Linked DNA regions of Mus musculus: region 1 is linked to region 2. The links are chromatin contacts, called in public Hi-C maps. All regions are on one chromosome and are shown on one strand. Each heading gives the region's core, a stretch centred on a gene start, on an enhancer-like site or on the middle of the called end of the contact. The rest is flanking DNA. Distances are from core to core; before and after follow the strand shown.

Evidence for each region. Hi-C and Micro-C count contacts between places; a contact is called where the count stands out from the background.
Region 1: a Hi-C map of liver shows a contact between it and region 2, with 5 times the contacts expected there. The contact joins two enhancer-like sites. A contact is called at or near these places in 18 of 484 Hi-C or Micro-C datasets (adipose-derived mesenchymal stem cells, embryonic retina, liver and 5 more) and 5 of 115 datasets of contacts at active chromatin or transcription factors (bone marrow-derived macrophages, embryonic fibroblasts, heart atrium and 2 more).

Annotation. Positions count from the first base shown.
Region 1 is chr13:52,830,121-52,835,872 of GRCm38.p6, reverse strand. Gm33315 (a long non-coding RNA gene) reads right to left here. Exons shown (of 5, transcript XR_003950688.1): 1 at 4,873-5,752; 2 at 3,012-3,241. It overlaps Auh (AU RNA binding protein/enoyl-coenzyme A hydratase), which reads left to right. Exons shown (of 10, transcript NM_016709.2): 10 at 322-763. The coding sequence ends at 399. Among named protein-coding and RNA genes, the nearest start is that of Gm33315, 3.7 kb to the right of the region's middle. Within about 2 kb of position 3,177, at least 6 of the 459 cell types and tissues checked have an H3K27ac peak or open chromatin away from gene starts, as enhancers often do. A contact at or near this core is called in hepatocytes and liver, where this site is marked.
Region 2 is chr13:52,762,088-52,767,843 of GRCm38.p6, reverse strand. No RefSeq gene overlaps it. Among named protein-coding and RNA genes, the nearest start is that of BB123696, 7.8 kb to the right of the region's middle. Within about 2 kb of position 1,288, at least 110 of the 459 cell types and tissues checked have an H3K27ac peak or open chromatin away from gene starts, as enhancers often do. A contact at or near this core is called in hepatocytes and liver, where this site is marked.

The DNA.
Region 1 (5,752 bases), core at 1,928-4,427, 66 kb before region 2:
CGTACAAGTGCGTGAGACCACCGACTCCTCACAAGGTAGCCGCTGTGTGCTCTGATCCAGGCCATTGGACATGGGAGAGCACGGGGGTCTCCACTTCCTGAGCTTTTCATTTGTTTAGCTTCTGGAAATCAGATATCTCATGTTTAAAGCATAGTAGAAATGGAAAAAATTTGGGGGGGTTAAAAATAGTTTGGCCCCATTGTTAGGAGACTTGTTCAAAGGACTCTCGGCCTTCCCAGCAGCTGCTGGTGGCTCTTGTAGTTAATGCTTGATCCACTGTTGTGGTTTATATTTTTGTGTGTGTCATGTTTTGTCTCTTAGACCATCTCAACAAAGGACAGACTGGAAGGTCTTCTTGCTTTTAAGGAGAAAAGACCTCCTCGCTACAAGGGAGAATAGGAGGAGAGCCCGCCGCAGCCTCCCATAGTGCTGGAAGTGGTTCAGAGCCACCCCGTGCTGCCATGGGAAATTGCAGTGACCAAAGTGGAGAGTGGGTTCTCACTACACCCGGAGCAGGCCCATCTGTACTCAAGCCACTGTGCGCCATGTCATATTTATTCAGATTTATAAAGCTAGCAATGTCCGTGGTCAAAACACGTAAAAATTAGGTATATGTTTTTAATATTTCCCGCATATCAGGCTTTGTCGTTAATTTTTTAATGTGAATAATTTATATTGCACACTCTAGGAAATAATTGATTGTATGTCTACCATGCTGCATTAAGAAAATAAAACTATTTCTGTATCCCAAAAATGTGAAGTTATACCAAATGTAGTTGCTGAGTAATTATGTACATGCGAGCATACACATGTGTGTACATAGGAACACACACATGTGCATGCACAAACACACACACACACATGTGCTACGAGCATACAAATGCCCATCGCCACCAGAGGACCTGGGTGGACAGTCTGAGGGAAACCCCTCTAGTTTCAATAAAGCCAATGGAGAGTGATTTGAGAATCCGCGTCTTGCCCCTTGCCCAACATTTCAGAACAGATTTCAGAGTAAAGTCTCTTTGCTGACCCTGCCGAGGAACCATGTGACACGGTCCCAGAACAGGGGTGAAGGGTCAGCCCATCAGTGGTTCTGCTTGGCTTCAAGCCACAGTGTCTTCGGCAGAGGTGTCCCGGGCTGGGCCTGGCTGTGCTTTCACAGAGCTTGATGCTTGCTGAAGACTGCAGTGGGCTTCCTGTCCCGCCACACACATGCATCCTGCATTCCCTTCCCTCCTACCACACACATGCATCCTGCATGCCCCTCCCTGCTGCCCTGCCCTCACATCCTCACCCTGAGCCTGCTCTGCTGTTTGGGAGTGCACCGATGTGATTCTTAAATTTCTCAAGAGAGAACAATGGCACCAGCCACCACCTCTGCCACTGAGCTGCAGATCAGAATGTCTATCCGTCTATCTGCTAGCCCAGCTAACCAGCTGACCCCCCCCCACCCCCACCATCTGATGTCAGACTGCCACACCCTTGATCTTCAGCCTGAAACCTTGGCCAGGGGGGTGACTGTCCTTTAGACTTCCCAGGGTCATGTCCTGTCTGTCCACGACACGCTGAACATCTCACAGTTATTCTAACTGAGCTGGAAATGGTACTGGTAATGGAAGAGGATGAGGATTTGGGGACCAGGTCAGCAGTTGATGATTGGTCACCACTTGGTTTCCTAACAAGTTGTGAAGCGGAGAGCAAAGTCCTATAGCAACTTAAGACAGGGAGGCAGCAGGATCAGGTGCTGGTCCTTGGTGGGTTTGCCTTCCCTGGGTTTTCTTTTGCTGCCACCCCCGAGGCCAGCCATTGTGGAGGGCTGGCTTGGACTCATAGACCTTGCCACCCAGCATGGAGTATCTGTGTACAGTCATGGTCACATCTGTTCTTTTTGTTGTATTTTTCTGTTTTGAAACAGCCTCGTGTGGCCCAGGCTGGCTTCCAAGTTGGCTGTGTAGTCAAGGATGGCCTTAAACTTGTGATATTCCTGTCCCCACCTCTAGGTGCTGGAATTGCAAGCATGCACCATACCTGGTTTTCTGTAGCATTGGGGCTGAGTCCCAGGGCTTCATGTATGCCAGGCAAGAATACCACCAATCCAACTACAGCCCTAGCACTTGAAGTAGCCGAAACTGGTGGCTAGGTCTGTATGTGTGGGCTAAAGAAGGCAGTTACCCTCCAAGAGGCAAAAGCAAACAAAGCATTTCACTTCATCTCAGCAGGAGACCTGCTGGTTCTGATGGAGGAAACCTACAGACCACAGAGGCCCCTAGTGACTGCTGGAACACTCATACTTCTAGCACTTGAGAAGCACAGGCAGGAGAATCATGCTTTAAAGGCCAGCCTTGCTCTGCCTCCCAGTTAAAAGTTCCTGCAGAGGACCCAAGCCTGGTGTCCAGCACCTCGAATGAGGTGGCTCACAGCTGCCTCTGATTCCAGCTCCAGTGGGTTCGGTGCCCCCTACTGGCCACTGTGGGCACCTGCACACATGCTCATCCATGCATGCAGACACATAAATAGTACATGATTTAGACAGGGTTTCACAATGTAGCTCTGGCTGTCTTAAAGTTCCCTGTGTAGATCAGACTGGCCCCGAATTTTACAGAATTTGCCTGCCTCTGCCTCCCTAGTGATGGGGCTAAAGGCGTGGATTTTCATGTCAGTCCCATTTTGTGTGTGTGTGTGTGTGTGTGTGTGTGTGTGTGTGTGTGTGTGATTGTGCATATGTGGATGAGTGAGGGTTATGTACAGGTGTCAGTGCCTGTAGAGACATTGGCGCTCCCTGGAGCCTGGTTTACAGGCAGTTGTGACCGACCCAATGTGGGTGCTGGGAATTGAACTCCACAAGAGCAGCAAATGCTTGTCACCCCTGAGCCAAATCTCCAGCACAAAATAAATACCAAAAAAAAAAAAGTTATAGATTTTTTTGTGGTTATCTCTTTGATTTCAAGGATCATCTCAGATTTTTGTTTTCTACACTGAAAGATCTGTTTTCTCCACCAACCAAGACTTACCCCTTTATCAAATACAGCTTGTCCGGCAGGGTCATTTCCCCAGCAGCAATGGGAAGGATGCTTTTCAGCGGTGGGGGTGTCGGTTCTTGGATCCAGGGCTTGGAGGAAACACACCCTTTCAGATAGCTTGTTTGTGCTGGCTGTGGCCCTCTCCTTTGCTTGACCTTCATGTCCACTTGGATGGCATGACCTCCACTGACTCTCATTTGGAGTCCAAAGATCCTGACAGGCTGACATTTTAAAATAATAAGTCCATTATTTGTCTACCTGACCTAGTTAAATATTAACTGACGAGTATGTCTGGTTATTGGGCTTTATCGAAAAGCCAGTTGAGATTATTTTTTTTTCATACTATGTTAAAAATAACCATGGTACACGTGTCACAAAATGAAAATGCGTGAAAGTTGCTAGTTGATAATCTAAACAAATAAGAGCTATTTTATACTAATGAAGCAGGGTGCAGATTGCGATTAGGGAACAAGGAGAGTCACGTAAATCCTGTACTCAAAATATCTGTGTTTCAAGCCCTAAAATTCCTACAGACACCCAGCTCCGTCTTGTCCCAGCTCTCCCTTCTGGAACGTTCAAAGCCCGCCTCCCCTCCCTGCCGGAGGACAGCACTTGAGCCTCAGACAGTTGGCGGTTGGTGACCGTTTTCTAAATGTTCAGGGCAACAGGAAAGCCAGGGCCTGGTAGGGAAGATTGAGGAATCCAAAGAGAGTGCACACAGACACTATGGATGCACCACCCTGTCTCTCGCTTGTTCACATTTTGAGAAGGTGGATAGGAAGGTGGCCCTTCCTTGGCAAGTGACAGATCTCTGGGGACAACTGCTCATAGGAGCCAGCATGGTTGTTCTTTGTAAAACCCTAACATAAAAAAATGGCATTGGGCTGACAGTGTGGCCAAGTGGTGGAGGCAGGCCTGAGCACACGTGCAGCCCTGGGATCAACTCCCGGCACCACAAAATACAAGTGTTGATGTGGTGCCATAAGGGTATGTTGACATGCCTGTAGAGTATGTTTACGTGTTTAAGGGTATGTTGATAGGCTAGGGTGGCACATTGTCGTTCAGAGGACTGAATTAGGAACCTACCTGGTGATTTTCAGGCCCTGTGTGACTCTCCGTGACATTCAGTCAAGGGCTCACTCTAGCCTCCTATGGTACCCAGGGGAGACCAGCACATTGTCCCAACAAGTCAGGGATTGATCCCAGAACTGGCGACTCAGCACTTTTGTGCTTGCCGGCAGCCAGATGACATAACCGCACCAAAGCTTTGCTGGGTGTGCTGTCTACACAGGGAAGCATGTCCTTTGCCCTGATCTCATGACTTGGGGAGATAAAGGAGGTGTGCTTATCGGATGGTGACAGGCAGGCAGGCGTCAGAGCTGATACTCCCGGCCCCGTATACTGCCCATGTTCTTCTCACTCTAGTGTTAAACAAATCCCTCAGGAAAAGTATGTTATCCAGTTCTAGTTAAAGAAACTGGGTCAGGAGTGGAAGCTGAGTTAGGTGTCTGTGTGTAGGACCTTGGTGCTCACAGACAGCAGAGTACTCCGAGAGATGTGTGGACACCAAGGGTTAGTTGGCCTCTGCTGTGAAGCCCAGAGTAACCTGGCCTTACACCTCACCGATCCATCACTGGGACAAGTGTCAAGCCCGAGAACCACACTGCTCAAGAAGGGACCCCATCTGTGTTCACCACCATCTGGGCTCTTTTCATCATGGCTGACATGCCTCATCTCTCCACCCCGGTCATGCTGGATGCCGTGACCAGCCCCCCTCCCCCCTCCACCCAACCTGGGACAGGATTTTATTGTGTAGCTCTGGCTAGCTTTGAAATTACAGAGATCAACTCACCTCCGCTTCTCAAATGCTGGGATGAAAGGTGTGCATCTCCATGTCCAATCTTGTATCCGGTTCTTAATGCCCTAGTCATGGGGATGATCATGGAGTCACTGGTTTTCTGAGGGCACCCAAGAACTCTAGAGCAAACTTTGGCTCCACCGATACCAAGAGCAAAGCCATAGGCCAAGCATCATTGTTTGTCAGCGGAGTCAGTACTTGCTGCTGTTTATAGAGGTCCAGGCACATTGCACCTGTCTTTATCATTGGTTCTGCCTCACAGTGGTGTTGATGGTACTGTTCATGTTTCATGTTTCAGAGGGGGACAGCTGGGCAAGGAGGGAGGCCCCACAACCATAGAGAGTTTGGGGCCATGTCTAAGAACAGAGGCCCTGGCCTAGTGGTCTAGTAGTGATGGTGGCACACTCCTTTAATTCCAGCACTTGGGAGGCAGAGGCAGGCAGATCTCTGAGTTCGAGGCCAGCCTGGTCTACAGAATAAGATTCAGGATAGACAGAGCTACATGGAGAATGATGTCTCAAAAAACCCAGGGCCCTGCAGGATGGATTGGGGCCCTTAGATGCTGCGGGGTGGGAATAAGTCTCTGCATGGCAGCTGCCCAGTCACAGGAGGTGAGAATTGAAGGTCGCAGAAGAAGCAGCTTGAGACACCCCTCCGCACAGTCCCTTAAACAGGAAGTGGGTGGTCCCAGGCAGGGCTGCTGGGTGAGCACTGTATTAGGCAGCAATGGGGGCCAGCTTTTGTGGAGGGCACCAGCCTGCTGCCTCAGCATGGACGAGGACTGAGATGTGAGGCTCTGCCTTTGTGGCAGATGCTGGCTTCAGGTAGTGGGGGCAGTGGGGGGTTGGGGAGTGAGGTGGGAGAGTCCGGAGGC
Region 2 (5,756 bases), core at 39-2,538:
GACACACTCTGGGTTACTCCCTGCAGGAGCTTGGCCATCATAATGGCGGCCTAAGCAGAGGGTATTTATTAGTTTACACAGAAAGCCATTCCCTCTTACTCTGTTTGCAAGTGGGGAAGCAGGGACTTCTCTGATGCCTTCTAGAGCTGATTCCAGTGACTGGTGGCCTGGGCTGGAAAGTCTGCCTGGGGAGCCTGTGTCCCTTCAGGCAGGTGACCTAATGGATGGTCTTTCTTCTTTGGCCCCTGTCCTCATATTTCAGATGGTGTCCCTGCATTGTCCTGTAAACCTGGGCATGTGGAGCATCTCTCCTGGAGGTTCTCTGGAGTCATTCCTGCCTGAATTCAGGTGCTGTGCCACAGTACCCAAGCTACATACATGCTCTGGCTTTCCCTAGAGCTTTAAACAGTTCTTGTACTGACTGCTTTTGTGTTAACCTGACACAAGCTAAAGTCATCTGAGAGATGGGGGCCTCAATTAAGAAAAGGCTTCCATAAGACCAGGCTGTAGGCAAGCCTGTGGGGCATTTTCTTATTAGTAATAATTGTGGGAAGTTCCAGCCCATTGTGGGTGGTGGTGGCACCCTGGGCTGGTGGCCCTGGGTTCTGTAAGAAAGCAGGCTGAGTGTCCCATGGGGAGCAATCCAGTAAGCAGCACCCCTCCATGGCCTTTGCATCAGCTCCTGCCTCCAGGTTCCTGCCCTATAAGTACCTGTCCTGACTTCCTTCAGTGATGGGCTATGATATGGAAGTAGAAACCAAATAAACCCTTTCTGTCTAAACTTTTATTTCTTATCACAGCAATAGTAACCCTAAGGTAGTTCCTTTCTTAAAACAGGGGCATGACCAGCAGCTGGCTTCTACCTCAAGGTTATCTTGGCCTTTATTCTTTCCCCAGCTCATGCCCAGCTTTCTCCATTTTAGCCCACCAAGGACTTCTTTGTATCCTGTGTAAGGTGCACTTACTACAGTGCCCCTTGAATGGTCTAGACCTTCCACCCCAATTTCCCTTTCTTCCTCTACTCTCTTGGGGTACAGGTTCTCAGAGCTATCAGGTAGCTGTTGGAGAGCCTGACACCCCATTTGTACTCTCTCCCATTTTCCCATCTTGCCTCTGTCTGAGCAGCTCACACTGACCCTTCGGGGCTTCACAAAGTAAAACTTGGCCACAGAGGTGACTGAAGCAGAGCTGGTCACTGCTGGCCAGGCAGGCGGCCACAGCCACCCTAAACCAAGTTAGCCAATCAGCAAACAGGCCACCCAAGGAAGAACAGGAGAGGGTGGCACACGGACATCTGGAATGTGTGCCAAGGTACCACAAGGTCAGGCTTGAGGAGACAGAGGCAGGCCAGTGTTTCAGAGGGAAAGGGAGGAAAGTTATGCAAGTTGTTTTGAAACCATTGTCCTTGGCCCTAAGGATCAATAACAAGGGTGGGGTCAGTTCAAAGTTGACAAGGCAGCTGCTGACTGCCTTCCTGGAAGTGTTCTCTGCTTGGCTCTTAGAGTTATCATGGTCATCTTGGGCTCCCACATTGTCCTTCCAGAAGCCAGTGTGTCTCTGGGAGGTGACAATGGCCATAAAACAAAGGTACACCCAAAGAGGAGGACACCTGCCATCTGTGAGGAGGACTGCATTTAAACCGGAAGGAACCAGAAAAAGAAAAGAGGCCAGTAGGACAGTTGACGAATTGGTTTGGCAGCTGTTTGGATCTGTTTGTTTTAATTAAGTTGATGATGAATCTGGAAACCCTTGTGCTGGGTCAGGATTTGGAGGCTGAACTGTGTGATGGCAGGAATGCTTGTAAAAGTGATTAAAATAGCTTTACAGAGTGTGCCTGGAGGGACCAGTTGGGCTGGAGAGACTCGGTGTGGGAATGAAGGCCCAACTTCTTAGGAGTCCGTCCATCTGCCGCAGCCAGCCGTGGGCCAGAGATGATTAAACACTTAATCAGACCCGAATACTTGTGTTGTGTGCTTGCTGTGGCTACAGAAAAGGGTGCTGTCACCAATCTTTAAATAGCGAACCAGAGGCTAAATTTCACTCCATCCGTCAAAGGCCACGGCTCCGCAATGTCCTAATTTTAGCTGCTTGTCAATTCCCCAGTGCCTGTTCGCTGATGTAACTTTGATCTTCCGATGCTTTAGATGGCTTTTGTGCTGAATTTAGCTAGAATATACTATGAATCATCTGGATGGCTGCCCAGCTAGGGGAAGGGGGGAGGGAAGAGGGAGAAGAAAGGAGGGAGGGTGGGAAGGAACGAGAGCTAAGAGAACAGTCAGGCCCCTGAAGTGGTGGATAGAGATGGCATAAAGATGGAAGAGCCTCCTGATTCCAGGGCCATCCGCTTTTCCAGGAGTGTATTTTGAGTACATTATCTTTAGACATTTATATTCTCATGCAAACACACAGGAGGCCACTGCCAAGGTCTAAGGAGAGTGTCAGTAATCGTAAGACATTTGAAAGGAATATTTTTCTAAGCAAATCGCTGCCTCTAAAAGGGCATTTCTTTCCACTTAGGGAGCAAGCAGTGCCAAGATGCGTTCACTTAAGGGGGCAGAGAGCGTTTCTGATGGCCTCCCCTCCTTTGGGTTATTGGGGAATTGCCTTTTGTTTCAGGGCTAGCTGGCTTTTCTTCTCGCCTGAGATTTCTTTCTTCCTCCAGCTCTTAGCAGAACCTCCCATGTCACCTTCTGTCCTGAACGTACATAGCTGCCACCTCCTTCCTGTTGACATGCCTCAGGTGGTGTCTGTCACCTGGATCATGATTTCTGTTCGGACTTTGCAGGAGTGCTGTAAAAGAGTCAGTAAGACTCACTGCTTCTTGGCTGGGTCCTCAGCTACCTAGCCTTCTTCCTCCAAGTCAGGAAAGAGGAACTTCTTCCAGCCCCTCCTTCCAGGGTCTAATACTGTACGTTCTGCTCCTTGACTGGGGAGGGGTAGGAAGAAATAAATATATAGAGAAGATGGACTGTAGACTTTACAGCATCTCGGGGCAGCACATGATCATCTTCCATGAGAATTTGTGACCTTGATCAAGATGTAGTCACCTCAAGAAGGGGTATGTATACACTTCAGTGGAGGGGTTCGTGGTTGTCAGGTACCTTAGAATAATACAACATGCCTTAGTATTGAAATGTCTGGACTGAAGTTGATCTAAACCATAGAAGGACTGAAAATAGTGTGATCAGGTAGTTTGACAGATGTTGGAACCATGCCTCTAGACTCCAACTTCTTAAACTATGGGCATAGCCCCATAGTTTTGTCTTATGGCTGAGCTCAGTGATTGCAAACACTCTGTCAGGAGTTGGGTCTCACAGACCATTCCCTCACCCGCAGCAAGTACAGGCTCACACTCTTGCCTACCCTCCAGAATTTGACCTTAAGACCCTACTGCATGAAGTGGCCACATGCTTGAGTCACAGAAGATGGAATAGACAAGCTGGTGTTCAGCTGGGACCTTTGTCCAACTGGCTACCTCTCCTGGTACTGGAAGGTACAGTGTGTGCCACAGGAGGAGAGAAAGGATCATTTCACCTACCCATGATCCTGTCACAATGGCTGCTGACATAGGTGCAATGGTGGCACAGATGCCACACAGGTAACCACTTGCTTTCTGATTCAATCTAAGGCTCGGCATATGAAATGGAACTCGTGCCTGGCCCTGTTAAAAGGGCAAAAGCCCATGGCTACATAGGTCAAAATTTACATGTATAGAAATTAGTTTTAAAGTAATTTTTAGTGATTTTTTTCTCAGCAAATGTTTACTTTGTATATATAAGCACATATACAGGTCATATATAAATTTCTTGCACAAAGAGGGCTCAGGAATGACATAAGTTTGAATCAGCTGTATGGGGCACTCTGTCATGGGACAGCCAAAGCAGAGGTCCCAAGGAGCCAGAGGGCCACTGGATTAAAGGAGAGATTTTTCTGTGTTAGAGCCTTCAACATAGGCCAGGTGTTGGTCACTCAGTGGAAACTGTGATAGGCAAAGCCCACTCACCAGAACTGACTAAGATGGCACATGGGTCAAGGGGCCACCACAACTCCTCACTGTGCCCATGAAATGACAATGAAAGTGTTAGCTGGTCAGCCAGCCAGGCACCTTTAGAGAGAACTGCGTTAACAGCTTCAGAGTGGCCCCCTCCTGTACTTCCAGCCAGAGCCTTATGACACAAACTGAGCTTGCTCAGAGCCACTGCTGTGTAGCTAACCTTCCAAATCTTGAGCCCAGGGTGCCAAAGAGTGTGTCTCCCATCTTTCCTTCTTAAATAAAGGGTGTTGTTGAACAATACAGATGCCAGCGTACTAAGTACCAGGTCCTTGGGTAGCTCTACAATTCCAGACAAAGCTAGCTAGGTGTGGGAAGGATGCCTTATGGATGTAATATGGCTAAGGCCATTTTTTTAATATGAAAAATTGGGGAAGGAAAACAAACTGACACCGCATCTACATGGGCTCTGGGTGGGTCCGGAGGAGCAGAGAAATGCCGTTGGGAATACTATGGGATAGGAGCATAGCTCCCAGATGTGCTTGTATCAGAAGGCTGGTCTGGGAAAGTCTTCCTAAGAAGAGTACAGTGGTGGCTAGTAGGTTTTTGACACATGTTCAGGAATGCGGAATAGCTCCTTGTTGGTTTGGCCCTTTAGCTGTTAACTGATGAGTCTCCTGGTTCTGCTTTCAGTTCTGTTGCTGTGATAAAACATCCTGACCAAAAGCACCTTAGAGGAGGAAAGGGTTTGTCCACTGTCTCTCATCAAGGGAAGTTAAGGCAGGAACTCAAGCAAGGCCCTGTCCCATCGTACGCATAGACAAGAGTGCAGAGAAACAAGTGGATCCTGGGTGGCTGCTTGCTTCTTCTCAGCTAGCTTTTTCTTCTTGTGCTATCCAGGACCACAAACTTGGGGAATGGTGTCTTGCACAAAGGACAGGTCTTCTTACATCCATGAACAGTGGGGACAGTCCCTCACAGACTACAAGGCTAACCTTAGCTAGATGATTCTTCTGAGGTGATTTTAGGTTGTGACAAGTTGACCAAAACGAGCGTCACATTCCCTTCTCTCTGCCCTTAGCGTTTGGAATTGAACTGAGGACGTTTCAGATTTGTTCTGTTATGGATTCCTAAAGCCCTTGTCATCAGCACCGTGATGCGCTGTTTTGAAGGATCTTAGGTTGCTACAGAATGGAGAAAGATCATGAGAAATAACACGTTGATGTAGACAGGGCACTCTAGAGCCCAGTGAGGCTGAGGTTTGAGTCGATCACCAGTGCCACTAGCTTCTGGAGAGTTGCCACTGCTGGGGCCTATTGGGTACTGCACCCAGGCAGGGCCCAGGAGTTCCACTCCCTCTCCCAACTGGCTCAGAGACTCTGCTCCTTGCTTTGTGTTTGCCAATCAAGCCTTATAAAATACCTTTGGTGATGAACTGCCAAAATGAAGTGATAACTTTATAGCACTCATTATGGCTACGGGGTTGGCATCGGAAAGAGGACCGTTTAGGGACGTGAGCCCTCATCCGGTGTGATCGGACATTAGTATGTTCAGATAGACAATGTCAAAGGGAATCGGAGTAGATGTCAGCCAGCTGGTATGGGTTAAGGAATTGTCCCCAGTTGCCAGTGGAGCAAGTCAGGTCTAGGAGAATGGTCATGCTTTCAGAGAAGAGGTGTGCTGACTAGCTTTGTGTTAACCTGGAACAGGTTAGAGGCATTTAGGAAGAGGGAACTTCAGCTGAGAAAATGCCCCCACCATAATG